Linked DNA regions of Gossypium hirsutum: region 2 is linked to region 1. A link is a contact called in public Hi-C data. All regions are on one chromosome and are shown on one strand. The core of a region is the stretch at or near the end of the contact, and the rest is flanking DNA. Distances in the headings are between cores, read along the strand shown. Region 1 has its middle 38 kb from the start of LOC107892028. Region 2 holds the start of LOC107892032 (cleavage stimulating factor 64).

Region 1 (2,700 bases), core at 101-2,600:
CAAGATTCAAGATTCAAGAAATTTAAAATTAAATACTCAAACCTATATTGCTTGAGATCTTTTTCTTTTTAAGTATTCGTATCTGGTACATGGATATAGCAATATGAATTTCAAGGACCTCCAAATACAAAGACAAACTTGAAAGAATCTAACCATGCCCAGAGACAGAACAACAACACAAAAGATGAATCTCTTAACAGAAAAAGTCCCAACCCTCCCGAATATGAAACTCTAAACACAGTGATATGAAGAATACCATATTTTAGCAAGATATAAATCTCCACTATCACTTAAAACATCTTAAAGAATGGTACAGAGAGAAACGAAAGTTGCAATGCATGGAATACATTAACATAAAACATTGAGTTCATAGATGAATCCAACACGCATGTTGGACACATATCCGAGTTGAATAAAAATATGAAGATAAACCCTCTAAAAACCCTCTAAATATATGAAAAAAGAATACCATGTCATACATACACTGTTTCCAACATCTACACTCCAGTTCATGTAACATAGTACGAATATAAAAAGGTATCTAAATCCATCAAGAACCCTAGACTTGAAGGTTCCCGGATTTTGATTCATAGCAGTAGCACCGATATCAATAACAAAGCTTAAAAAAGAGTCTAAACAAAGATCAAAATCGATCGAATTCAAGACAAAAACACTAGAAGCTTGATTCGAAGCTCAGGCATAATTCAAGATTCAGGAAACATATATAATTAACCAAAAACGATAGCACTACTGAAATCAATTCGACCCTAAATCTAAAATATTAACAAATGAATAAGAAATTAAATGAAAACGAATATTTACCTTCAGCGTCATCTTTATCCTTGTCATCGTCATCATCGTCGTCGTCATCGTTGTCGTCGTCATCTTCAACTACAGGTTGTTCGGGTTGCTCAGACTGTGAATCGAAAATAATAAAAACAAATACCCAAACTTGAGTAACAGAAAAGTAAAATAATGAAAAATACGAGAGAGCCAATTCATTTTAAGTCACAGAAACCCTAGAAAATAAAAGGTCTAACAGAAGCAGTAGCAGCAGTCGCCGTGCAGAATGCTGAAGACCAAGCCGAATGCTGAAGGCGAACAGAAACAGTAGCAGCAGATGCGGAAATAAGAAGGAAATAAGGAAACTAAGATGAAGGGAAATAAGAAGGAAAAAAGGGAAACGCAGAGATGGAAAGGAAAGGAGAAGATGAAGCTGAGGGCAAAAAATGAAAATTGGGAAAAAAATTACTCCCGTGGAATGGAATATCTATTCAGCGGTGAAGAAAGGAATGCCTATTCAACATTTTCCCGTAATAGAGCCTGGAATGGATTCGGGCTGTAATACCATTACAGTCAACCAAACTATTGGTTTGGTGGTAGGCCCACCGAATTGGGGGAATGCATTCCTAAAGATGATATTATCTATGTCATGAAAGTGAATGGCAAAATCCAAGAGTTGCTTTGGGCGGGTAGCTTAATAATGAGAGACGGCCATGTTAAAATTCTAAGTCTAAGAGAGACATTGTTAACCATATATTAAAAGAGCCTCTTGGACGAAATCAAGTTCTCCGATGAGAACTAGATATATGCTACCCTGATTCATCTCTTTGTAAAAAGTTGTGTACAAGGCGGGTTGCGATTTCCACCACGAGCTCCACCACTCGTAGAAGGAATCACAACATGCTTGTTACTCTATGTGGATTGCTATGTTAGATATCAAGCTATCATAAGATTTTATGGCATTCATCTTGGTTCTGAGAAAAGTGATTGATGATTCTCAAGAAATTTATTATGATGATGATGAAATCAAGTATGTGGTGCTCGATGACTAGTTTTTTTGGGTGTTTATTTATATTTGCATTTTCTTTTCACTACCAATATGTTAAAAATGTATCGGAGTTTTTTATGTAAATATATAATGCACTATGTTATTCTTTTTCTTTTTGTCGTTTGTGCATTATATTTTCAATATTACAAATAGTTTGATATTTATTACAATTAAATAAATTAGTCACAATTAACATATTTGTATTGAATTTGATTGTTAAATTTAGTTTATTGTTGGTTCTGTATAATATGATAATTATCACTATTTTTTCTTTATTGTGATAATAAAATAAATGGAAATTAAGTATGCTAGGTGTTAATGTGTGCGTGTCTTTGACCACATCACGGCGAGTGAACGTCGAGTACAGAATCAACACAAAAATATCAGAAATTAAAGTGGTTTGACTGCAAGTATGACAGATCAGTTGTAATATTTGTGTGTTATAACGGAACACTAAGCATTCCGAGGATCAGACCCAAGAGAGATCAAGCGGTAAGGTGATTAACAATGACAATGCATGCAACTAAGAAGTCTAGCTAGCTAATGATTAAGTATTATATTACGGCAAAATCGTCACCAAAGATTAATTATGCTAAATTACACATAGGAGGACTAAATTGAATAATAGACAAAAGTGTACAAATATCAATTCAATGGGCTAAAGTGGTCAGTTGATGTCCATATTGCTAGTCAATTCTTGGATTAGGGATCTAAATTGCTCAAACTCCTAATTGGTTCAATTTTACCTTTCGATCACCATTTTACTTAATTAAAAGATTTACTCTTGTTTATCTTTCAACCACACTAAACTAAATCGGGACAATCAAATTGGTTTGCAATAGGTTCTCCTCTCGGTCTCACCTATTCTC
Region 2 (2,700 bases), core at 167-2,666, 130 kb after region 1:
CAACACAACAATGTCAAATTTCGAACAGAATAAAAAACAATGTCATCATCATTTTTTGCGCCAATCAAATAATGAACTAGTAAATAATTATTCAACACTATATTGTATATTTAACACTAATAGATATTCAACACTAATAAATATAAACTTTTAACAACACTAACATATATTAAAAAATGTCATAAACTATGCTCAACAACAATCCCAACAATCTGTTGTATATTTAACACTAATAGTTAGTAGATGTTAATGTATCAGTACATGAATTATAATATCATGGAAAAAATACTTACAAAGATTGAAGAAGATATATGAAGATTGCATAATATATAAAAGATAATAGATAGAAGAAGATAATAATACTCAATAAAAATTGTTGAATAAACTCACTATTCTAATTTGCCATGGTGTCAAGGTATATGTATATACATAATTTCCATCCTCCCCCACCTTTACCATTACTATTTCACTTACATGTTACTCAGACACTACATTGTTCCATCATCTCCAAATAGCATTTTGTCTTGTTCTACCATCTCAACCTTCTGCCTTGTTCCATCATTTCCAAACAATTTTCTTTTGACCTAGCCATCGCATTTTTCAACCTCTCACGCATGCATGAGAAAACTATATTTCTCAGCCTTCATGTGCTCCTTCATTGTGCATACATGCAAGGTAAATAGTTTATACACTAAAGTCGACACCTCCAGGATATTACTACCATTGACGTCGACTTTTCGAGATGTCAACTTTGAAGTCGGTCCTCTAATATGGACTTCACTTCTCCCTTTTGTAAACTGACTAGTTTGCCAAATAATTCAACAAATCAACTATATAACTAAGGGTGGAGGGGGTAGGGCCCTTAACCCACAAAATGAAAAAAAATGATTCTTTTAATCTCAAAATTTATAAGATTTTAAGTTAATATCAATGTTGTTTGAACCAAACCAAACTGGCCAATCGGATCGGGAATCGACCCGGAAAGGGTTTTGAACTAGTTGACCTAGGTGAAAGACCGGTTGAACTAGATTTTTTTTAATATTATTATTACTTAAATTTTTAATAATTTTCTAATCAAACCCATTATACCGATTGAATCAACGAATCAATAGTCTGATCGGTCCGACCAACGATTCGATTTAGAAAACATTGTTTAATATAAGTAAAATTATTAGTTGCCTTCCAAATACTAAAATTTTGGTTTAATCCTTTTAAAAACTATTATAATATAAACTAATTATAATATAAACTAATATAATAAAAAATTATATTTTAACTCATAAAAATATACAACATAACCTCTAACCCTACAAAAAATTTAATGACTTCCCTCGTGTGTGTGTGTGTGTGTATAGTAAATTAATTTTTTCAACTCATACAAAAAAAAAAAAGCCTGGGCTAAGCCTAAGACCTCTTTTTAAGGTCGATTCCATTTTAGTGGGCTAATACCTTTCAAAACCACATCGCTATAAGTTCTCAGACTGAAGCCGAAAACCACTCCCTGATCTCTGTTGCTTGCTGTAACACTCGGCGGAGACAATGGCGGGAAAGCAAGTTGCTGACGAAGGTTTGCCAGCCAACATTGCCGGAATGTCGAAGAACCAGCTTTATGATATTATGTCAAACATGAAGGTACTCTCTCTTTCTGTTTTCTATTTGGTTTCAAAATTTTATTTTCGTTTCTTCCAAACGCCACTTCCTCAGCCGTTAAATCTAATTAGTGGTTTTTCCTTCTTTATTTTGGGTATATACAGACACTTATAGAACAAAACCAGCAGCAGGCGAGGGAGATCCTTATCCAAAATCCTCTCTTGACGAAAGCCCTTTTCCAGGTTTCCCTTTTCTTCTTTGTTTATTTACTTTTCAAATATGAAAAAAACTCCCTTCTTCCTTTGTTTTAATATTGATACTAGTTATGTGCATGACTGACTGTTGATTGATATTACTATTAGCATCGCGTAACCCTTTAGCTTTACACTCTCTTGATATCCCTTGTAGGCTGAAGTTGTAATTTTTTGTTGCCTTTTCTTGGTATAGAGGTTGATGTTAGCTTGTCACTAGGAATCAAGCATTTCGGAACCTTTGTATGGACAATTAGGTCTCTGGAGTTAGCTTTGTAGTAATGAGATGCGTTTAGTTCTAGTTGCAACTCAAAATAAGAAGTTGCTAACCATCTTTCTTGATGGACTTGTTCTAGAGTGCTGCACAGCTTGATGGGTTAATTACCCTTCTTTTGCTTTAAATTGCATCTACTTTTTAGATGGTGTACTGTTGATTTAGTAGCTTCCATGCCTGACTAGGTTTCTTTGATTATTCTTGTTTCTTCAGGCTCAGATTATGCTCGGAATGGTTAAGCCCCCTCAAGCGGTATGCTTTTGATCTCTGTAATATCATCCTTGAAATTATGTTTAGGGACTGTGCTAGTGTACTTACTGTTTGTGTTTAGATTCCAGCTATTCAGCCACCTGCATCACAACAATCTCAGCAATCAGTACAACCACCCCCTCAGCCAAATATCCAGCCAGCACATTTGTTGCCAGGTCAAGTTCGCTTGCAAGAACAAGCTGCTCCATCCCAGATCCAAGCTCCTGTAAGGAAACAGCATCAAAACCAAGCTGGGACAAGAATCTCCGTTGCTTCTGTTCCTGCTGCAAATCTTCAGTCTCAATCCATACCACCACATTCCCTACAGACACCACA

The links. A called contact is a pair of places that touch in the nucleus more often than the background predicts.
Region 2: a contact with region 1 is called in a Hi-C map of leaf, with 2.7 times the contacts expected there. The contact joins the promoter of LOC107892032 here to the enhancer-like site in region 1. A contact is called at or near these places in 3 of 34 Hi-C or Micro-C datasets (fibers and leaf).

Annotation. Positions count from the first base shown.
Region 1 is chrD09:25,251,516-25,254,215 of Gossypium_hirsutum_v2.1, forward strand. It overlaps the pseudogene LOC107892685. Among protein-coding and RNA genes, the nearest start is that of LOC107892028, 38 kb to the right of the region's middle. Within about 2 kb of position 1,351, at least 8 of the 9 cell types and tissues checked have an H3K27ac peak or open chromatin away from gene starts, as enhancers often do. A contact at or near this core is called in fibers and leaf, where this site is marked.
Region 2 is chrD09:25,378,038-25,380,737 of Gossypium_hirsutum_v2.1, forward strand. It overlaps LOC107892032 (cleavage stimulating factor 64), which reads left to right and starts at 1,417. Exons shown (of 7, transcript XM_016816997.2): 1 at 1,417-1,632; 2 at 1,755-1,832; 3 at 2,329-2,367; 4 at 2,447-2,700. The coding sequence starts at 1,540.